Linked DNA regions of Mus musculus: all the other regions are linked to region 3. A link is a contact called in public Micro-C data. All regions are on one chromosome and are shown on one strand. Each heading gives the region's core, a stretch centred on a gene start, on an enhancer-like site or on the middle of the called end of the contact. The rest is flanking DNA. Distances are from core to core; before and after follow the strand shown. Region 1 overlaps Sh3pxd2a (SH3 and PX domains 2A). Region 2 has its middle 27 kb from the start of Trim8. Region 3 overlaps Cnnm2 (cyclin M2).

Region 1 (2,966 bases), core at 338-2,837, 490 kb before region 3:
TACTGTTATGAACTGTAATATAAACTTCTGATATGTGACACACACCCCCAAAGGGGTCTCAACCCACAAGTTGATAATCCCTAGGCTAGATTAAGATTAGGGCCACAGGCATCAAATGAGCCTTGGTTCCCTTGAAACCAATGGAGTGAAGACCAAAGAAGGCTCCTGCCCCTTTCATCCACTGAGGTTAAACTGGACACTTGAGTGTTTCCAGTGTGATAGAATCGTAGTCAGGGTTAAGACAAAAGGAAATTCAAGACTAACTGGAGACACACAACACTTTGAGTGTGTATGCTAAGATTGGAACCCAGGGCCTTTATACATTCTAGACAAGTGTTCTAACACTAGGATATGTATCTAGCCTAGCTTAGCATGTTTTTATTCAACATCTATTATGTGCCAAATATTTGCTAAGATTATAATCCTAGCGGGTGTTCTGGAGGTGGTTAAAACAGTGAACAGTACAGGGCAAAGGTAGGTGAGATAGACCAACCTTTAAAAAATGCAAGCCGGGCGTGGTGGCGCACGCCTTTAATCCCAGCACTCGGGAGGCAGAGGCAGGCGGATTTCTGAGTTTGAGGCCAGCCTGGTCTACAAAGTGAGTTCCAGGACAGCCAGGGCTACACAGAGAAACCCTGTCTCAAAAAACAAAAAAACAAAACAAAACAAACAAACAAAAAAATGGATATTCTGCTGCTAGTCCTCCACCAAAGGTTTTTGTGACAACCCTTCTCCCTCCACCCAAAAAAAAAAAAGGTCTAGACAGGAAGCCATTGAAGAGAAGTCTTAAAAATTGTGTGGGGTGCTGAAATGTAGCTCTTCACAGTTGGGACCTTCTGGCAGGGGTAGGAGGAACCCAGTTTTCTTTAAGGGGCTGGCCACTGGGAGTTTGACCATGCTCCTGCAAGAATATGGGTAGTACTCAGTGTACTTTTTCTTCTTCTTTTGTTTTGGGGAGGTCACAAGAGTGGAGGGGATGGACCTGGGAGGAGTAGGAAATGAGTGTGATCATGTGATTGGGGTGCATTATGGGAAATTTCCAAATAAGCAATTAAAAAATATTGGGTTAAGAAATGGGTATCCCCAATTTCAGTGCAGAGAAGAGCCCTTACCTGGCCCCTGCAGCCTGTGAGCCCTGTTACCGTAAGGTCTTTGGGGAACTCCCTGACTGACCTCTCCCAGGCTACCTCAGTGAGCCTGAGAGTAGAAGAAGGACACCCTGTAGAGGTGGCCTGGACGGAATCAGGGAGGTAGCCAAGGGTGCCAGACTGCCTCAAGCCGGGGGCTTCCAGGGCAGACAGTATCACTCAGTGGGGTATACATACTGTGTGTGTGTCCTCCTGTGGACATACTGTGTGTGTGTGTGTCCTCCTGTGCTGAGGATACCCAGTGGAGCTGGATCAGCAGAAGGGCCCCGGCAGTGCATGTGGACCGTGCTCACTAAATAGCTGGCCGTTGATTCTTTGATGATCTGATAGCCAGAGTCCTGAGTGAGAGACGGGATGTTCTACTCTGGATTGTCCTGGATGGGAACGTCCGTCCTGAGTGAGCATGCTGCCCTTGACTCCTCCCTACAGCCCTTCCCTCCTCCCTTTTGGCTTCTGAAGGAGTAGCCAAGGGGTGGGTGGATCCAGGACTATAGGCCTGCAGTGGCTGGATGACTGATTTATTGAAGTCACTGGCCTGTTTCTGTGCTGCCTCTGTGTGTGTGAGCACACACAATGCCCTAGGTGAGGGCTGCTCAGGGATGGCTGCTTCTCTCTGTGTGTGAGCACACACAGTGCCCTAGGTGGGGGCTGCTCAGAGATGGCTGCTTCTGTGTGTGTGTGAGCACACACAATGCCCTAGGTGAGGGCTGCTCAGGGATGGCTGCTTCTCTCTGTGTGTGAGCACACACAATGCCCTAGGTGGGGGCTGCTCAGGGATGGCTGCTTCTCTCTGTGTGTGAGCACACACAGTGCCCTAGGTGGGGACTGCTCAGAGATGTGGGTAGATAGCCTCAGGGAGACCTCTCAGTGAGTGGGGTGGACCACCAAGGCAGACCACCCGGTGGAGGGAGGGGCTGGGATGCTGGGATTCTCAGCCTTGAGTTTATTTCTTCTCTGCTGCACACAAACAACCGAGCTCCAGGAAAGGTGAGGACTTGAGAGCTGAGGGGGAGGCCACACCCAAGGGGCTGTGGGGGTCAAGCTGCAGCTGCTGGGAGCAGATGCTTAGCCCCGCCCACCCACTTCCCCACTAAGTGCTCCTCTGTCTGCCCACACATCTCCCAATGTGGCCACCTGTCTTTAAACGCTTCTGGTGTGCTGAGGCCCCTCCCTTTCCCGGGACAGCTGAGTGGTCCCGATGGTTGCTTTCCTTGAATCCCCTAGGCTGAACTGTCCTGGTCCAAGCCCTGGCTTGGGAAGGCATCCTTTTCTTGGTCCTTTAAAAGCTGTGGATTCCCCCATCTCCCCACCTGAGCAGACAATCCGCCTGTTTTTCTTTCAGCCGCTCAGGCTACAGGGTTCAGTACATTCCTGCCTTAGGTTGGGCTGTCCCATGTGTACCCTGGATTCTGGGAAAGGCAAGACTCTGGGGGAAGAAGACCTTTGTAGCTGCAGGCAAAATGTGGGAACCTGGTTGCTTTTACAGAGAGGAACGCAGCAGAAATAAATAAGGCCAGAGGGGAAGACCAGAAAATGATGTCTCCATTAGGCCCCCTTTGTTCCCAATTCCTGGTCTGCTTGCTTGGGCTCAACTCTGACACCATCTCTTCCTTGCAGTGGGGTCTTGGGAAAGGACCTTAACTCCCCTGAGCCTCAGTTCCCTCCTCTGCAGAAGGCAGATCAATTACTGTCAGGATTCAGTAGGAAGCTGTATATTACATGTTCAGCATCTTGTTCTTGTCCCACCTCCCTCGGGTTGAGTGAAGAGTGCTGCCATCTACCTGAATCTTAAGCAAGTAGTGCTCTCTCTCCCTCTCC
Region 2 (2,947 bases), core at 33-2,532, 310 kb after region 3:
AAAGCCAGGCAGATCGATTCTGAGAAGAGATCAATTCTTACAGAGCTGGCAACTAGACGGTGTGGGAAGGATCTGCTGCAGGCTGAGAGCATGGGCTGGGCCCCTCCCCCCCCCCCAAAGCCACTCGTCCCATGCTGCGCTCTTCTACCCCTTTCCAGCAACCCTGTTGTGGTCTGATCAGAAGGGATGGTACCCCCCTCCCATTCGTTCCCCCACTGCCAAAGGAGTTTGCCTGAGCCCTCAGAAATCCCAGCCTCAAACCCTGAAAGCAGACCAGGGCATAGCCTGCTCCTGAATTCAACTGTTCTGGGCAAGAGCTCAGGGCTTTTCAGAGGATAAATAAGAGGCTATCCAATGCCTGGTAGGGCCAGGGAGGCCAGCTGCCTTCTCATCCTGGGAGGTGGCCCTTTCCAAGCCCACCACGGTGTGGTGGCAAAGACAGGAAGTGCCACAGAAGTCCCTGCTCCATGGTACCCAGCTTATTCTGGACTCTGGAGAGGGAGAAACTTGGACAGTTTGAAAGGTGGCCAGGAGGAAAGCTATCAACAAAGGCTGGGGAGAGGTGTGGGGTAGCAGTGCACAGGCACGGGCCTGTAAAGACTTGCAAGACAAAAGAAGGTGAGGTTTTTAAACCTCAGCTAGTTAGCCCGCCGCCTCTCCCATCGACTTCTCTAACTCACCCGAATCCCTCTAGCTTTGAAGGGTGGCAAACAGCTATAAAGCATCGGAAATGCCCCATCTCAGGCCACCAGATGTAGCTTTGGCCCTTGAGACTTGCTTTTCCTTACAAATATGCTTCAGGATGTTGTCTGGGGGGCTGGAAGCCTGCTTTGAAGTCCAGTTTTGGAATGCTGCACCAGGGGACTCTCTCTGACTTTGGAAGAGCTTGAGTTGTAATGCATTTTTGGTCTCTTACCACCAACTAAAGGAACTGTTCTAAACAGCCCCGACCCCCACCCATACCCCCACCCCCCGGCTCCAGCTCATAGGCAGAGCGACTTGCCCTGCTCTGATCGCTGTCTCTGTAAATGTCCGCATTTGCTTCCCAGCTAGAGACACCAGAGACAACTGTGGTTGTCACAGGCTTTTATCTTCCCTGTGAGCCCTGTTGAACCCTCCGGGGGCTCCGGGGATAAATGAATGGAGCCTGAAAACTGCAGTTTGAAAGCTCCCATTTGTAAAACCAGAATGCTTGTAAAGTCCCGTTTCCTTCTGCCGTGCCACCCCTGCCCCCTGTGGCCATGGCCAGAGAACAGAGTCTGAAGCTAGAAAGGGCATGCTCCGCCCCTGTGCCTCCCCCCCCATCCCAGTGAGCCCTGGTAAGACTTTTGCTCTGCGCACCATTGCTTCTGAATGTTCAGGGGGCGAGGGCCGAGGCCAGAGGGCAGGCAAAGTCCACAGTGTATACTCCAAGCAGTTGTGGGAAAAACCGAGCCCTGCTCTCACCCTCCCTGTGTGGCTCCTTTTGGCTGGATTCCCTTCGCCCAGTGCAATACACCCTTTCCCCTTCGCTCTCCCTTGGTTACTATGGAAACAAGGGTGTCATTGATGTGGGGCTGAGCTGGGGAACATGTCGGTGCACAGCTGAAAGTCAGCGATTATGCCGGTGGTTCGCTCTGCCCGGTAGAAAAGTCCACAGCCTGAGATGCTGCAGAAGGACAGTCTTACCGAAGCCCTCCCCCACACTTCCCTCCCTCCCTCTGTCCCCTGTCTCTGACGATTTCTTTATTCCCCTCCGGACTAAAGTGGTGGCTATTTTTATGCCAGTCCGTGCCCCACCCTCACTGTTGGCCGCTCCTTATCCGGCCTGGGCCTGGAGAGAGTGACACCATGTCACCCTCACCAGGCCCAGTGTCTCCATTCCCTTCCACAGTGCGCTTTGATTCCCCCCTCCCTCTCCTTTTCGGGATGCTTCTTCCTTTATTTTTAGCTCTGCTCTCCATGTGGTTTCGGGGTTCGGTGTGATCCATCGGAAGGTTCTTTTTTTTTTTTTTTTTTAGTCCCTTTTGAAAATGATAATCAAAGGAAGGGACGCGGTGTTTGGTCACGTGGAAAGCTCAATGTATAATTTAGACGTCTGTCAAAAAAACGCAACAAATAAAATGTAGCTGCAACGAAGGCGGTCTTGGAGTGGATTGTGATCTCTGCTGGAACTCCAAGAGGGCCTAAGCAGCTTTGCCCTTTTGGAGGTTAGGTTTCCTCAAGGGAGGGCTGTTTTCAGAAAAAAAACACCACCACCAGGTGATATGAAAACCACCACCACCGCCATTGCTGCAGCAGCAGCAGCCACCCGCCTCACCTTACCCCTAGCCCCATGCACCTCCTGCGTAACTAGGCAGCACTAAGCCCACTTTGCAGTGGAAGAAACAGAGAGGCCTTTGCCTCAGCTAAGGAATTTGCCAGCATCACAGCTCCTGTAAGGATTGGTGGAGCCAGAAACCTAGGTCCCCTGCTGTCTCTAAAGGAAAAAAAAAAAAAAAAAAAAAAAACAAAAAACAAAGAAACAGTACCACAGCCCACTTCAGTCCCAGCCCTCACCTCCTGCCTGTTCAGCAGCTGCCTCCCACAGCCCTCTGCACCAGTTGTCCCCTAGGCTAGCACTGCCTGCTCTTCCCGGACTCCCAGTCCCCAGGGCCTCAGGTCCTCTCATCACAAAAGCACAGTTGCACATCTCTTTCCTTCCTTTGCATAGGTTCAGCCCCATGGATGGCAAAAAGGAGGGAGCCGTCAAGAACATTAGGGCTGCCAGGGACACTTGCAGTCACCTACTGCCTACTACTGAGTCCTCTTGCTGGAAGCTGCCCAGAGAAAATGCTAGCCTTTGGAAGGGCAGCCTGGGCTACTTGAAACCCCATCTCAAAAACTCAGAAGTCTAATGGGGACACTCATGAAAGGTGACAGGCTTAGAGGGCTATGGTCTTGCTCACCCCTTCATCTACTCCTAGGG
Region 3 (2,700 bases), core at 186-2,685:
AAAAACCCAAAACTGTAATTCAGCGAGTTTTAAAATCCAACATTTTCTTCTTTAAACCTCTTTACCATTCCTCCCACCCTTCTACTGCCTGCTTTTCCTTCAGTGTATCTAAAAATTCTCCCAAAATCATGCTTGGGATATTAAATATCCCATGTTGAAGGCATGGTCCCTGATGCAGCAGTGTGCAGAGACGGGCTTTGGGGAAGTGACTAGATCCCGAGTATGCTGACCTCACTGTTGGACCAACCCACTAGGTGACATCATAATTTGAAGATGGGTTATTGGGAGTTGGTGGAAACAAGACAGGGATCTTACTTAAAGAGTGCACAAGTGCATGCATGCTGCCCCCCTCCGCCCGCCCCGGACACACGCTTAAAAGATGGGCTCTCAAATACAGCCCTAGCTGGTTCCGAACTTACAGATTTTCCTGCCCTCTGGATAACAAGTGTTGAGTCTAAAAAAAAAAAAATCTGCATATCAGGGTTTAAATTTTTTGTATTTAATCCTCTGTGCATGTATGTATATCTCACATGTATGCACATGTATTCAAGTGCCCTCCACGTCAGAAGAGAGGGTCAGGTCCCTTGGAGCTGGAGTTACAGGTGGTCTCGAGCCACCCAATGTGAGTGTTGGAAACCAAATTCAGGTTGTCTGGATAAACAGAAAGCACTCTTAACCACTGGCAGCCCCCAGCGCCAACAGTATGTACTCTAAAGCAACATCTTGTCCTTGGCCCCTTCCTCCTGCTCTCTCTGTGCTTCCTGATGACAGTGAGGAAGCCCCAGCTATGTTCTGTCACCAGAAGCCCAGGGGAAATGGGACCAAGTATCCCCTGGCTGAGACCCCCCCCAAACCTTGAGCCATAGCAAGTCTTTCCTCCTCCAAATGATTTTACCAGTTCTGCCACAGCAGGAGCCAGCTCTATCTGCCCTGGGCATCAGACTCAGGCTGGCAGAGTTGAACAACGTAAATGCTTTTACAGCTGAGCCATCTCCTCCCACTCAATTTTTTAACTTTTTTTATTTGCCTATTATAGTATGTGGTGCATGTTCACAAGCGTGAAAGCAGGGAAGCACATGCTGTAGCATATGTGTGCGGATCAGAAGACAACCTAGAGTGTAGTCCTCGCCCCTCATCAAGGAAGCTTCCCTCTGCAACAGATAGACCACTACACAAATCATAACTGATCAAAACACAGAGTTGTGGACCCCAGTCCCAACGGATTCATCCATCCACAGCACAGCCCCTGCACGGAAGGCTCAGGGGTCACTGTGGAAGAGGGCATGAAAAGACGGTCAGTGTTAAAGCAACAGGAGGCTTGCTGTGAGACTGTATCTCCTAGAAATGTCAGAGAAGCTACACCCAGGATGTCTCATCCACATGGTTGGCTAAACAGGATCTGAACTTGAATGACTCCAAAAGACATGCTAATGTGAAAGGGGTCAAGGGCACAAGGCCTCAAACCTAGACAAAGAACTACAGACAACTAAGGAATGCTGAGAGTGGGAGAAACAGCCTTCCCAGGGAAGAGCTTACCATTGGTTAGCCAATACCAAACAGCCAGCCCTGAAAACATAGATGCAAGCAATTCTATACAGACTGAATGGGTTATATTTAATACACGTATATGCACACATGCATGTGAGTGTGCACACATATAACATGCACACACATACATATCCCCGTGTTCACCAATAGAAGCCTGGTCTAAAAAGTACTAGTACATCTATGTTATGGAAGAACTTTAACTCTTAAGGAACAAAACAGTAAGTAATAAGTGGTTATGGAAACTACCCTACTTGTAGTAAGAAAAATCTATATTATTCAGGGAATGTTCCCATCTGTGTTATTTGTACATTCTTAGAAAAACTAGGTGGGGCAGTCTCTGGATGGCCTTTCCCTCAGTCTCTGCTCCACTCTTTGTCCCAGCATTTCCTTGAGACAGGAGCAATTCTTGGTTAATAGTTTTGAGATGAGTGGGTGGCCCCATCCCTCAACTGGGGGCCCTGCCTAACCACTGGCTATGGTCTCTACAGATTCTATCTCTATCTCCCCGTTATTGGGTATTTAGGCTAATGTCATCCCCGTTGGGTCCTGGGAACCTCTTACATCCCTGTTATCTGGGACTTTCTAGTGGCTACTCCCAGTTCCCCACCCCCACTGCTACACACCTCCATTCAGTTTCATGACCCTCTGTACTTCTCCCCCAGTCTCCTCCCACACGTGATCCTGCCCCCTTCCCCCCATCTTCCTCTCTCCCTCTCAGATCTCTCCCTCCCTCCCTCTACATCCCGTAAATATTTTGTTTTCCCTTCTAAGGACTGAAGCATCCACACTTTGATCTTCCTTTTTCTTGAGCTTCATATGGTCTGTGAGTTATATCATGGGTATTCCGTGTTTTGGGGCTAATATTCAACTGCATATGTAGTAGAGGATTGCCTTATCTGGCATCAATGGGAGGGGAAGCTCTTGGTCCTGTGGAGGTCCAATGCCCCAGCGTAGGGGGATGCTAGGGCGGTGAGGCAGGAGTGGGCAGGTGGGTGGGGGAACACCCTCATTGAGGCAGGGGTAGGGGAGTATGGTAGGGGGTTTGCGGAGGGGAAACTGGGAAAGATGACACTTGAAATGTAAATAAATAAAATAACCAATTAAAAAAAAACTATAGGAAAAAGCCAATGGTATTGTGGTTTAAATTGACAA

Evidence for each region. A called contact is a pair of places that touch in the nucleus more often than the background predicts.
Region 1: a contact with region 3 is called in a Micro-C map of embryonic stem cells, with 3 times the contacts expected there. The contact joins two enhancer-like sites. A contact is called at or near these places in 1 of 484 Hi-C or Micro-C datasets (embryonic stem cells) and 1 of 115 datasets of contacts at active chromatin or transcription factors (microglia).
Region 2: a contact with region 3 is called in a Micro-C map of embryonic stem cells, with 3 times the contacts expected there. The contact joins two enhancer-like sites. A contact is called at or near these places in 1 of 15 datasets of contacts at CTCF or cohesin (the NIH/3T3 cell line) and 3 of 484 Hi-C or Micro-C datasets (all in embryonic stem cells).

Annotation. Positions count from the first base shown.
Region 1 is chr19:47,327,347-47,330,312 of GRCm38.p6, reverse strand. The region is part of intron 6 of Sh3pxd2a (SH3 and PX domains 2A); the gene reads left to right. Among named protein-coding and RNA genes, the nearest start is that of Gm29834, 42 kb to the right of the region's middle. Within about 2 kb of position 1,587, at least 87 of the 459 cell types and tissues checked have an H3K27ac peak or open chromatin away from gene starts, as enhancers often do. A contact at or near this core is called in embryonic stem cells, where this site is marked.
Region 2 is chr19:46,527,431-46,530,377 of GRCm38.p6, reverse strand. No RefSeq gene overlaps it. Among named protein-coding and RNA genes, the nearest start is that of Trim8, 27 kb to the right of the region's middle. Within about 2 kb of position 1,282, at least 207 of the 459 cell types and tissues checked have an H3K27ac peak or open chromatin away from gene starts, as enhancers often do. A contact at or near this core is called in embryonic stem cells, where this site is marked.
Region 3 is chr19:46,835,021-46,837,720 of GRCm38.p6, reverse strand. The region is part of intron 1 of Cnnm2 (cyclin M2); the gene reads right to left. Among named protein-coding and RNA genes, the nearest start is that of Cnnm2, 75 kb to the right of the region's middle. Within about 2 kb of position 1,435, at least 17 of the 459 cell types and tissues checked have an H3K27ac peak or open chromatin away from gene starts, as enhancers often do. A contact at or near this core is called in embryonic stem cells, where this site is marked.